Regions from separate parts of the Triticum aestivum genome. Here region 1 is linked to region 2. A link is a contact called in public Hi-C data. All regions are on one chromosome and are shown on one strand. Each heading gives the region's core, a stretch centred on a gene start, on an enhancer-like site or on the middle of the called end of the contact. The rest is flanking DNA. Distances are from core to core; before and after follow the strand shown. Region 1 holds the start of LOC123070368 (glucan endo-1,3-beta-glucosidase 14). Region 2 holds the start of LOC123070363 (KRR1 small subunit processome component homolog).

The links. A called contact is a pair of places that touch in the nucleus more often than the background predicts.
Region 1: a contact with region 2 is called in a Hi-C map of leaf, with 6 times the contacts expected there. The contact joins the promoter of LOC123070368 here to the promoter of LOC123070363 in region 2. A contact is called at or near these places in 2 of 5 Hi-C or Micro-C datasets (both in leaf).

Annotation. Positions count from the first base shown.
Region 1 is chr3B:461,638,882-461,645,442 of IWGSC CS RefSeq v2.1, reverse strand. It overlaps LOC123070368 (glucan endo-1,3-beta-glucosidase 14), which reads left to right and starts at 3,308. Exons shown (of 3, transcript XM_044493556.1): 1 at 3,308-3,955; 2 at 5,267-6,300; 3 at 6,392-6,561. The coding sequence starts at 3,868. The coding sequence ends at 6,448.
Region 2 is chr3B:461,041,442-461,048,266 of IWGSC CS RefSeq v2.1, reverse strand. It overlaps LOC123070363 (KRR1 small subunit processome component homolog), which reads left to right and starts at 4,788. Exons shown (of 12, transcript XM_044493548.1): 1 at 4,788-5,108; 2 at 5,219-5,295; 3 at 5,393-5,503; 4 at 5,727-5,795; 5 at 6,146-6,202; 6 at 6,290-6,328; 7 at 6,446-6,550; 8 at 6,632-6,714; 9 at 6,806-6,825. The coding sequence starts at 4,904. It overlaps LOC123070364 (protein phosphatase 2C 50), which reads left to right. Exons shown (of 4, transcript XM_044493550.1): 4 at 198-890. The coding sequence ends at 538.

The DNA.
Region 1 (6,561 bases), core at 2,059-4,558, 600 kb before region 2:
TTCTCTAGGCGCTTCGAAATCATGGGTTTGGGCTACACTATCACCCTCATCCTCGACAATCATATTGTGCAGAATAACACAAGATGCCATCAGCTGCTACAAAGTTTCTGATTCTCACATCATTGCAGTGCTCCGCACAATTCCCCAACAAGCTTTAAGCACACCAAATGTCCTCTCCACATCCTTCCTAACCGCTTTATGCGTTGTTAGTGGCTCTGTTTATGGCCACATGGCTCGGATATGATTTTCACAAACGCCGCCCACTGAGGATAAATATCATCGGCAAGATAGTACCCCATGTTGTAGTCTCGGGCGTTGACGGTGTAGTTGCATGGCGGTGATTCCCCATTGCAAAGTCTCCTGAACGCCGGAGATCGTTGAAGCACGTTGATGTTGTTTTGAGAACCCGACATTCCAAAAAAAGCATGCCAAATCCATAAGTTATGTGATGTCACTGCCTCTCTTGTGTGACTTTGATACATTCCCCGCAGACTTTTGGGACAGTTCTTCCGTTGCCAATGCATGCAATCAATTGATCTGAGCATTCCTGGAAACCCCCTTGCCTCTCCAATAGCCAACAACTTCTCCGTGTCCTGCGAATTTGGTTCTCTGAGATACTCGGGTCCAAACACCTCCACCACGACGCAGGCAAACTTGACAATAGTCTTCAGTCACGTGCTCTCTCCCATCCTGCCATCTCACCAACGACATCTACAGCAGTACCAAGTGCAAGCATCCTCAGAGCGGCCGTGCACTTCTGCTTGGCCGAGAAAGAGAGTTGGCCGCAGCAATCCTTATGAGTTTGAAGTAGTCGTCGTGTGCCTCCACTCCCTCTACAATGCGCAAAAACAATGGTTTCCGCATGCGAAAACGGCGACGAAACCATGGATCATTCGGTAAAGTAAGTTTGGGAACAAAGTAGTCCTTGTGCAGTAGTTTTGCTCCGGACATCCTGTCCCGGTTGATCCCTCTTCTCCCTTTGATTGAGCCCTTGAAGTTGAGAATATGCTTCACTTGCCGGTCTATTTCCTCTTGTACGCTCATGAGGATAATCATGTCTACTTCTTCGTCTGAATCCGACGAATCGAAGAACCCATCTTGAATAATTTGGTCAAGCTCCGTCGGTCCATACCCCTCATCCGATGAAGCATCGGAATCCATCGTTTTACATAACAAAATCACAAAAAAATCCAGTCAAACAATGTGTCGAACACACCAAGTGCAAGGGCGGAGCCGGAGAATTGTCGGACGTACCACGGTGGCGTCCGAGAGGGCAACGACGTCCCCGTGGCGAGGACTCTTCCGGAGCTGGCAGCGGAGAGCCTGGGAATGGCTGCGGAGCGGGCGCGGCGATGGAGCGCAAGATGGACGACGCAAAGGAGGAAGAAGAGAGGAGATAGCAAATGGATCCAACCGGTCTTTGGAATGGATTTGGTGCAATTTGGGGTGGGGTCCGGCTGTCGGATCCAATGTGGCGGGCATGCCCCGGTGCGCTCGGGCGTCCCCTTATCCGCACCATATTTGGGCAGGATATGGGGGGCGCCGGTCGGTCCGGGCGTTTGAGGCCCTTTTATGGAGCCTGTCTGGGTCAAAAAATCATGACCAGACAGTGTCCGGGCGGCCCGCCCGGGCGTATGAAACTGGTTTGGAGCGTCCGACTGTAGATGCTCTTAGGGCATCTCCAAAACCAACACGCAAACCTCCCGTATTAGTCCGGATCACTGTTCGGACCGCAAAAAGCATCCAACGTGGTCATGTAGCGGTCCGCGGCGTGCTTCAGACGTGTTTTCTCCCGCAAACCGAAGACAAACATGGGGAGGTTTGCGGGAGTTCGGACTGCTATCATGCCCGCTTCTGACCGCCCTGGCCCACCAAAAATGCCTTCCCCTCCCACGCGCGCTTCCCGCTCGTTGCCAGTTGCCCGCATTCATGTCACTTAGAGCGTGCTGCTTCACATTAAAGGCGACTCAGGGTGGACGTCACCTCTCATTGCCTACTGCACGCCATTGAACGGCGCGCCGGCCAAGGGCGCCGCCTGCTACACTCCCGGCTGAACACGTACGCATCCTTGCTGAATTCAAATGCCTCCATTAAACCCATGTGGAAGACGAAAAAACTACTCTGACCACACGTCCGTTCATGAGCGTGTCGGCATTAAATCAACGCAACACCGGGCAAGGTCCTCTCGTCCGCCCTCTATTTAAATGAGGCCAGACGCTGGGCAAGAATCGCACCACCCTGCCGCTCCCCATATCATCCTTCCAGCATTTTCTCCACTCTTCCGATGACATCCGACGAGCAGGAAGAGCAGTTCTCCGGCATAAAAGTCGGCTCGATGACCCACCGAGCCCGGTGGATACGAGCGAGGCAGCTCGGCTGGTCCATCTCCCTTGCCTAGCCCGACGGAGCAAGTTGCCGCCCAAGCCGGCGCGTGGTTCGGCTACTCGCCTCTCCAAGCCAGCTCGCGGAGAAGTGGCTAATTGTTCCATGCAGGCACGAAGGGGAGCATGGCGGCATGGGCACCGTCGACGACGACGCGTCGTACCGCGCCTCCAGTGCATGCAACCGTGCCATCCGTCGTCAACGCGCGTAGCCGCGCCAAGCAGGCAGAGAAAGAAGCTAGTTGCGCGGATGTCGACTAGGTTGCAGCCAGTACGTCCACCGCCATCATCGAGGAGAAGTAGAACACGGGAGGCCGCCGCCGCCTGAGTCCTAGGAAGGCCACCGTCGTTACCTATCTGGTTCTTCTTTATCTCGGACCATCCTGGGCACCCGTCAGAACTCCACGGAAGCACCCTTCTCCTCCGGCTGAATCATCCTCTTTGCCACTACGATGAGCGGCGTAGCCGGATATAGGGAAGATACGGGGAAAGAATATGCTTCCGGGACTCCCGGCAGTCCGGTTAGCGGGCTGCCGGACATGGGAAAGACAAACGGATCGGTTGCGGCTGGCCATGGGCTAGTGTAGTGTATCCGTGTGGTGGAAGTGGGGGTCCGTGCGACCGTACGTGCACATAGTTTTACCTTTTTACTTGAAAATATGTCCAAAATGTAACCGTTTTCATCCGATTTGTATGAACTACGTCATGATATGAAATCCGGGCTTGTTTGCATGAATTTCATTCGGTTTGTTGAAAATGAATTTGAAATGTATGCGGCTACAATTGAACGGTGGCCTTCCACATCAGTGTATGCGGAGTGGTCCTCTGTGGGAGGAAATTTACAGGTCGTTAGAGATGCCCCGCTCAGTTGCTCACAAATCTTCTTGGTGCAGCCCATGCTTTCACCTCACCAGAGCCCAACAACCATGCATTGGCACTGCAAGCAGCAGCACAACGCAAATAAGCGCACGGGGTGGTTGGAAAGCTTGGGACAGACAGTACGTGACCTCCAGCTCGGCTTCCACCGTGCTTCCCTCCGGCAGCATAACGCCGTGCTCCTGCAGCTGCGACCTGAAAGAGACGGAAGACCGATCAGAGATCTGCAGCCGACGACGCGGAGGTAGCAGTAGCACACTGTCATATCCCTCTTGCCTCCCACCGTCTTCCTCCGTGCTTCCCACCGGTACGCACAAGTCAAGCCACACCACCACCCGCTAGCTTCTCAGCATTGCAGCAGAGCAACCGAGGCTCCCTCCCGCTGCTTAAATAGGCCACTCGTCAATCCTACGCCAGTCCATTCGATTCGCGCGCGTGATCCAAGAAGAACACAAGCCAACGGGCACACGCACAGATACGGCGGACGGTGAAGCATAAGGTCAGCACACCTGGCCAGGGAGGCCTTGCTAGCTTTTGCTCTCCACCTAGCTTCTTCTGCCCGCTTGGCTCTTCTCCCTGGTCCTGGAACGCGCGCGGCTGGATCGGAAGGATGGCGGCAGCTCGGGAGGCGTCGAGGGCAGCTTCCCCCGTCGCTGCGGCCGCCGGAGTTCTCCTGGTCCTCGCCGTCCTCCTCACAGGTGAGTTCCTTCCGCCATTCTGCGTGCCAAATCATGTAGTATAATCTTAGCTCTAGAGAGCTCCTGCGCGTCGTGCCAACTGCTGAAATAGCGCCTCCGTGCTCTGTTCTTGTCAAATGTATCGTCGGCCATCTTTTGCTCGATCCTTCTGAGTTGCGCGTCCATTTTATATCTAGGTGAGCTCTAACTGGTCGTGATTGTGTTAGGCATTAGGCAATCTAGAGCTCTAACTGCGAGCGACCCATTTCGTTCCTGGCTTCGTCATTGCTGATTGCGCGATTTTGCCTATATTTTTCTCCCCGTGTTCGAGGTTTCTTTTCAAATTTGCAGGAAATAAACTGGCCGGGTTACCGTTTTGCAAGTCGTCACCGCCGACTTGTGATCAGTGGCGCCACTTGCTGCTACGTACTTATACTTCAGTAGTGGTTGCATTTGCTGGAATTGTCATTGATTATTTGGTAGGTGCATCTGCTGAGATTAGTCATATCTAGGTGTTGGTGGTTTTGGCTACTACCCAGCTGAGCTGAGGCGACATGGCGGCCCTATCTTGGCGCTCCATGCCGCAAGTAATGCACCGCCCACTGTGGCTGCGGCGACAAAAAGTGTCAACTTTAAATGATACGCTGAGATTTGTTATTCGACAAAAAACAAAACGCATCAGCTTTGGCTCATTCTTTACAAGCATATAGGAGTATGATATATTACCCCGCGTTGGCATTTCCATTGTTTTCTCTCCCAATTTCGCGCATCTGATTTGGTCCTGAGCTGTGCTTGCTTTCTCCACAAAGTTTCTCCGAAAGGCTGCCTTTTATCATTTCTTATTCCGCAGTCTGCAGCTAATTAAATCTAGTATGCTCGCAACTTGGGCGATAGTTGAAAGTAAAGGGTTCACCACTTCACCAGTAATGCACGTGGAATTTTGGAATAATTGGATTTTAATATGGTGGTATTAGTTATTGGTAGGGTTCAGCCACACCACTTGACCATGTGGTCCAGTGAAATCTTGCTTCCATTGGATCACGCACCCTCTCGATCTCCATCTGAATATAACTGTATGTTTGTATTATATTACTACCTATAGATTCTTTTCTTCCGATCGCCTTGCACTGATGGCATACGGTATGAGTTCGTGCTGGCTACACAAGCACGCTTGGTAACTGACAGTGACACACTGATAAATCGCTATGTTTTTATGGCAATTATGAAAAATGATGAATCAAATGAATGGATTTCACATTAACAGCGGCGATAGTACCGATCACCGTGTAGAAATGACTGATGGATGACACGGACCAACGATTAATTTTGCAGAGCATGTGATTGTGGCGAATGCCCTGTCCATCGGCGTCAACTACGGGCAGATCGCCAACAACCTCCCTGCGCCGGGGCGGGTGTCGACGCTGCTCCGGTCGATCAAGATCAGCAAGGTGAAGCTCTACGACGCCGACCCGCACGTCCTGCGCGCGTTCCTCGGCACGGGCGTCGAGTTCGTGATCGGCATCGGCAACGAGCACGTCCCGGCAATGGTCAGCTCCACGGTGGCGCAGGCGTGGCTCCAGCAGCACGTGGTGCCGCACCTCCACGCCGGGGCGCGCATCACCTGCATTACCGTGGGCAACGAGGCGTTCAAGGGCAACGACACCGTCCTGCAGGCCAGCCTCCTGCCCGCCATGCACTCCGTGCACCAGGCGCTCGGGGCGCTCGGCCTGCAGGGCCGCGTGAACGTCACCACCGCGCATTCGCTGGACATCATGGGCGTCTCCTACCCGCCCTCCGCCGGCACGTTCGCTCCGGGCGCCGTGTCGCACCTGCAGCCGTTCCTCAAGTTCCTGTCGGCGACGAGGGCCCCGTTCCTCATCAACTGCTACCCGTTCTTCGCCTACAAGGACGACCCGGCGCGCGTGCCGCTGGACTACGTGCTCTTCCAGCCCAACGCCGGCGTCACCGACCCCAACACGGGGCTCAACTACGACAACATGCTGTACGCGCAGGTGGACGCCGTCTACTCGGCCATCAAGGCGCTGGGGCACACGGACGTGGACGTCAAGGTCTCCGAGACCGGGTGGCCGTCCCGGGGCGACCCCGACGAGATCGGCGCCACGCCGCAGCACGCCGGGACGTACATCGGGAACCTGCTGAGGAGGATAGAGATGAAGCAGGGTACGCCGCTGCGGCCGGCGGTGCCCATCGACGTCTACGTGTTCGCGCTCTTCAACGAGAACCTCAAGCCCGGCCCGGCGTCGGAGCGCAACTACGGGCTGTTCTACCCCGACGGCACGCCGGTCTACAACGTCGGCCTCCGCGGCTACCTGCCGCCCATGGCGGATTCACACGGAGCACGGCAGGTACGGCTTCTTGATTCGCTTGCTCGATCAGCGCATGCATATGCATTTACATAGACCGTGACTAACCAGCACCTGGGTTGTGTTTACACAGGCGGTTCATGCGATCCTACTCATCGCCATCGCGACGGTCGGTTTTGCATTGTCATGACAGTATCCATCAACTACTGAGTTATTGACGGTGAAGGGTGAAGGGTGATGGCTGTGATTGAACAGAGCTGAGCCAAAGTGCATCAACTCCTTGAAAGAAGACAGTTGATGATC
Region 2 (6,825 bases), core at 3,539-6,038:
GCTGCTAGTCTGCTACTATCTGAATACTTTTATTTTTTAAACTTGGACAGAACTCTGTTCTTTTTGTTACATATGAAATTTAATTAAACTAAGCAGTTAAACCAGCCATTATTCTGTGCATGGGTTAGCGTCTGTGTGAAGCTTCTTATGGCTTATTAACTTACAGCGGAAATGGCCAATCGCCTATCTACTTGCAGGTGACCGATACCTGAAACCATTTCTGATTCCAAAGCCAGAAGTCAGCATTGTTGCTCGGGCAAAAGATGACGACTGCCTCATTCTAGCAAGCGATGGTCTCTGGGATGTCATGTCAAATGAGGACGCATGCAAAGTTGCCCGGCGACAGATCCTTCTGTGGTACAAGAATAATAACGACGGTGCGAATTCCGATGGAGGCAGCGAACCCACTATGAACCCAGCTGCAAAAGCAGCCGCTGATTGTCTCGTGAGGCTAGCGCTGTCGAAAGGGAGCGGGGACAACATTAGTGTCATTGTTATTGACCTGAAATCAAGAAAGAAGACCAAGGGCAAAACCTAACATACCCATAATTCACCCGACTAGCTGACCATGTCTGGAGTTTCGTCCGCTAGTCTGCTTCCCTTGCAAGAACGGCACACCTACTTTTTTTGTTTCTTCAGTCGTCTGCAAGAGCTGTATGTGTATATGCTAATAGGTCTACTTCCGATAATCTGATGTATGGGGTGCGTGTTGGCGTGTTTCTGTATACCCCCTTAGCCTTTTGGTTTTGGGCTGTTCACACTTGATTCTCATCAGGTTCAGAACAGCCATGTAAATGTAGTGGTGTCTGCATAATAATTGAGCCTTGTAAAGGACTGAGCAGCTGATATGATCGTCGGAAGTTACATGTGTAGCAGAAGATGTGCTTGCAGGTGTTGCCTTCCTCTGATCATCATATGTACCCTGTTTTACAGATCATCAGATGAACATGATGGATGTTGATGAAAATGTCCTGATCTTCTGCATGGTTACCCTCTAGATGGCTGAATGTTTGACTGATATTGTTGCTTTATCTCCCTGTCAACGTACCTTATTATGCAATTTTTGCACAAAAACAGCTCAGTCCTGGGCTAACTGTTTAATCTGATGGTAAGTAACATAAACATCAACCGGTGAATGCAGTAGAAGCTAGACCACCTATCAAGCAGCTGCAATCGACATCACACATTAAACCGTCAAACGGCACATGACTTGTCCTCATGTTTTAGGAAGGACTACCACGCTGTACAGGGAATGAATGAAAAATGAAAGTTCCGACCTATTTTTTCCTTTTTTTTCGGAAGGAACTATTGACTATGTGCTTTGCAAAAAGCTCATTTAAAGGGATCAACAATATTGTACTCTCTCCGTCCTATAATATAAGATGTCATTACAATCAATGTAGAGAAAGAACGAAATTCTGCACTGCCAACGTGTAGCAACTATTTTCTGTCTATAATGTGTACTCACAACAGAGAAAGAACGAAAAAACAAATTTCAATAGAGTGGGGTAGGCTCCAACTTCATCTCAAAAAGAGAAAAGGTGAAGACTCCAAAAGAAGGTATTTTGGGACGAGCAGTAAAATAAAAAACAGAAAAAAGAAACCCTGTTTGTGCCGGTTCATTTTAGTGTCTGCTATGAAAAAATTCATGCAAAATGGTACATTGATGCTTCCCAGTAAAAGAGACAACGTTGAGTGCTCTCAAAAGTTTTTTTATATATATACTCAGCTTGTTTTCAACAAAGGTCACACTTGTCCTTTTTTTTATCTAAAATTTTGCAGTCAACCAAAAGACACAGACATGTTCAAACCTTGTGTTGTATTGAGTTGGACCAGAAAGACAAAATAAAATGGGTTTATCTTGCATTATCCACGGCAATTGTACGGTGTATTAGGTAGTTTCTGCTTGTCACCTTGATATTTGGTTTGCTGACAACCGAAATGGTACACATCAAACCTAAACAACATACTAACGAGTACTCCTCATCAAAATATACAGTTCAGTATTCGCAAAAAAAAAAAAAAAAACAGTTCAGAGTACATAACAACAAGGTTTGAACCCCTGATCAAAATATACAATTCAGAGTTGTAGGCAAAGGGGGCTTGCCATGACCCACACTAACATCACGGGGTTTCAATTCAACATCTGATCAAAAAGATATATGTTTCCAGACAACGCGCGCTGCCACTAAGCACTTTCAACATCAGACCTCATCGCCTGGTCGTCCGTAGGGCAGACATAGGGCCTACCTTGAAGAAATAAACAACACTTAGAGCATGTACAAAACGTAATACAACACAAGTAACACAACATGACATAATAGTCAGAAAGACCAACACAAAGTCTTAACTTTCAGTTGATGAACAAGCGAAATACATAATCTAAGATAGCTCAACCACATTGCAGAGAAATTGCTGACTTCACTCACCACATTCCAAACATTTTAGAGGAGTCTCAACCATCGACTTGTCGAAGATGGTTACTTCCCTCACAAACTTGAGGGCCAACTCGAAGTGGAGAATGAATCCTGGCTTCAGCTTCTGACCGTTGATGAAATCAAGGCTTCATCAAGGTACATAGTTTTCTCTGACTTCTTCACCTCCACGTCCCAGATGCAACTTCGACCAACCCTCAGGTTCACCGCTAGGTGCTTACCATTAATGGTTTTGAACATCCTTGCTCCAACCTTGTTTGGTAGTACTAAATGAGTGGGCTCGAACGTTTCTTCATCCATCTCGCATAAAAATTTCTGGGCTTCGCTGGGACGGTGTGAATTCTTGTTGCTCATGACTATTCCCTCAGCAACAGTTGCCTTGTCCATCGTCTTTTTCTCCAGGTGATTCACATCTTTGCTCCCACCTTTCAGCTACTTATGTGTTTCTTTCTCCTTCCATTTTTTCGGAACAGACTTGTAGCAATGACCACTTTCTGATTTACCTTTCAGAAGTGGACCTAGAGTGGAAGAAAGAATGACGCTTGGCACGATGAGTAGGCCTTCCAAAATCAAAGCCAGAAGAGTCTGCCTCCGGATCTGACTCGGAGATGCTAACCATGGTATGATCCGGAGAATAATTTTCCATAGCCCTATACAATACAAGACAAGACATCAAACAAATTTAAACTACATCCTTACTTCAAACAAATTCTACAACCTTACTTCAAACAGATTCTAAAACATTCACACTACAACAAAGGGGTCACAATGTTAGAATTCAAGTTGATTTCTACACACAAAGGTGACCTGATTCACTTTCACAATATGCTGATCTTCAGGGGAGATCACCCATAACGCTAGAAGCACTTACCTACATACAGATATGAAGGGAGCCCTCGGTGGTGTTACTTCAAGAGCAGGAGCCGCTGACGACTGGAAAGAGTAAAGATTTGACAAAAGGAAGTGACTGCCAAATGGATACCTTACAAATACATATGGCGGCGGGGAATGACGACCTTCATCCTAGGTAGTGATGCAGAGGGGAAGATGCGAGGGCCAGACCTGGGGCTTTTACGGGGCATGAAACTATTGTAGGGACAGGTATTAAAGAACAGAGGGTTCAAATTACTATACACGTCTATCAGTTTGACCATTGAAGACTGTAGATGTTTAGCCCCAATTACGAAACAATATGTTTGAGACTGACAACTTTTATGTGACACGACAAACAACCAGACTAGTTAAGAAATGATACTGAATACCATGACAAGAACAACTAGATGCACTTAGAGGATCCATATCACTATGGTGGTAGCCAAGAAAAACGTCCGAGGTGCCAATATATGTAAATGAAAACTACCTAATACAAAGACATGGCGAGTTGCAAAGGCGCCTAATAAAAGACGTACAAGCCGTGAAAGGTGCATAATAAAAGGCATGAAAATTGTGAAAGGCGCCTAGCGATTTGTCGCCACAACCAATATTGATATTGCGCCTTTCCATCAGCCGGGGCAAGTAAGTGCCACACTGGCGACACAAACTAACGACCGTGGGCCAGGGGAGGTCAAAGACACCTTGACATAAGGCGCCTTCACATGTATAGCAAGCGCCTGATGGTTAGGTGCAAATGAGGGGCCCAAATTCTAAAATAACTTTTGGGGGTAAGAGAGTGGATTAAGTTTCTTGGAGGGTCATTTAGTGAAAATAAATACTAGGCCGCATCCGTTCCCCTCCCAACCCCTCTCTCTAACAAGCCATAGGTGCGCCTTCGGCGCTGCTACCGTCGTTCTCTTGCCCACACAGATGCCCTTCTTGGTGTCGTTCATCTCCACTCTTTATCGCATCTTCCTCCTCCCGTTCCTTCTAATTTCTCGCGACCTACGTGCGCCACCGCCACCTTTTTTTTAACATAGTACAATCAAAATCACTCATATACACTCACTCTTGTGAATGCACGCACACACGCACATCCTACCTCTATGAACACCTTCGAGAGACTGAACCGGCACATCATCTTAAGATTGACGAAGTCGTCACACACGTTTTCGTAGTCGACGAAAACGTCTCCTCCAACTGAACTCACATTACCGAAAACCAGGAAATAAATTCAGAAAAATGTAAGCATCAATGTTAAGTCCAAGACGTGAACTACGGTGGACCACCTCTGCTACAGCGAAGGAGCACGTTTTTTTTAGACAACGGCGAAGGAGCACGTGGAAAGAGAAGGAACGGACGTATATCAGACATCAGTGTTGGGCTTTTAATTTTTGAGCGTCGGGCAGCTAGGCCGAAATCCGGAAGGCCCAAGCCCAAGCCCAAACCCTCCCACTCCTCTAATCCCCCCTCACTCTCCTTCCCTCGCGTCGGCGGCAGTACAATCGTCAACCCTAATTCGCAGCCTGGACACCACCGCCTCCTCGAGCCCCTTTACCTCGAAACCCACCTAAATCCTATCCCTCCCGGCCGTCATGGCGTCGGCGGACGAAGCGAATGCGGCGGCCGAAGGTACGGAGGGGAAGAACTGGCAGCGGAAGGGGAAGCACAAGAAGGAGAAGCCGTGGGACGATGACCCCAACATCGACCGCTGGACGGTGGAGAAGTTCGACCCCTCCTGGAACGAGGGCGGCCTGCTGGAAGTCAGCTCCTTCTCCACCCTCTTCCCCCAATACCGAGGTGCCCAATCCCGCCCTCACCCTCATTCTCTTGCTGCTCGTTAGGAGCTAGTTGCAGTTTTCTAGTCACCGAATCCGTGGATTGAGGCGGCTTGTTGTTTGGGGGCGCAGAGAAGTATCTACAGGAGACATGGCCGATCGTCAAGGGCGCACTGAAGGAGTTTGGAGTCTCATGCGAGCTCAATTTGGTATGCCACTGACTTGTTATGATTGTTTGGACTTCGCAGTGTTCTTAATCTTAAGTAGTGTCATGATTCTGTGGTATTTCTCTTGGTTTGCGCATAGGTGGAGGGATCCATGACGGTTTCCACCACCAGGAAGACCAGGGACCCCTACATTATTCTTAAGGCCAGGGACCTGATAAAGCTCTTGTCGCGAAGTGTCCCTGCACCCCAAGTATGCATTGTTTCTGTTACCAAGCCTTAACTGTTATGCAATTCCTATTAATTATATGCCTTGTGGCGGCTGTATAGAAATTGTGAGGGGGGGCGGTTTCCCTATCCAACTTTTGCCACCTGTGGCCTACTTCTGCCTGCACCTATTGTATGGTCACCAACACACCTTGACGCCTTGTTCAGGAGTAGTTTCATCTATAAACTTCTATTGTGTTTTCCCACAGGCAATTAAAGTGCTCAATGATGAGATGAACTGTGATATTGTCAAGATTGGTAGCATCATAAGAAACAAGGTACACTTTGTTTCATTGTTCAACTTCAGTTTTGTACCTCTTGGTTCGTTTGAAGGGATTGCTTTGATTTTATCTTGATTACCTTAATATTCTGCTAGGAGAAACTTTGCAAAGACAAGATTTGCAATTGCATTGCCAAAAGTAAAATGACGAAACCAATCACATAGGATTCTTTTTGTGATCCAGTGTATTATGTAATTATTCTTATTAAGTTTGCACTGAGAATCACTTGTTAGTATGTGGCATCAGGACTTATTTGTGCTCTGTTGCCAATGTTAATGAAGTAATCTTGTAGCTTCAGTAAACTATTTTTGGATGGTTTCAGTAAACTAACGGTGTGCTATCCACAGGAAAGATTTGTCAAAAGGAGAGAACGCCTTTTGGGCCCTAACCTGTCCACCCTTAAGGTAAATATCTCACATGGTTGCTGTCATATGGATGAATCTCTTTCAGAACAAGACACCCCTTTCTTAACATGTTTTATGTTACTACAGGCTATAGAGATTTTGACTGGCTGCTACATCTTAGTACAGGTGTGCTTCATTTCTTACCTTGCACTGCATTTAAAGTTACATTGTGGGTCCACTTCCTTCAACTCTGTATCTTGGTGTTATTAACTGCCATTATTTGCGTATTTTCCATCATGAAAGGGAAATACTGTGGCTGCCATGGGTTCCTTTAAGGGACTGAAACAAGTCCGGAGGATTGTAGAGGATTGCATAAAGAACATAAAGCATCCAGTGTACCACATTAAGGTGATTTGTTTTGTTTTTCAGATATAATCTCTTAAGGAATGTAAAATATGATTTCTTATGGAGCGTTATTAAACTAAGCAGGAACTCCTTATTAAACGTGAGCTGGCTAAAAATCCTGCCCTAGCCACTGAAAGTTGGGACAGGTTTCTACCGAGCTTTAAGAAGTAAGGAACTTGCATCATATTTCTGCTCGGAAGTTACTATCTCTAAAAGGTACATTGTGCATCTTACACTTCATTATTTTCTGTTTTCCAGAAAGAATGTCAAGCAAAAGA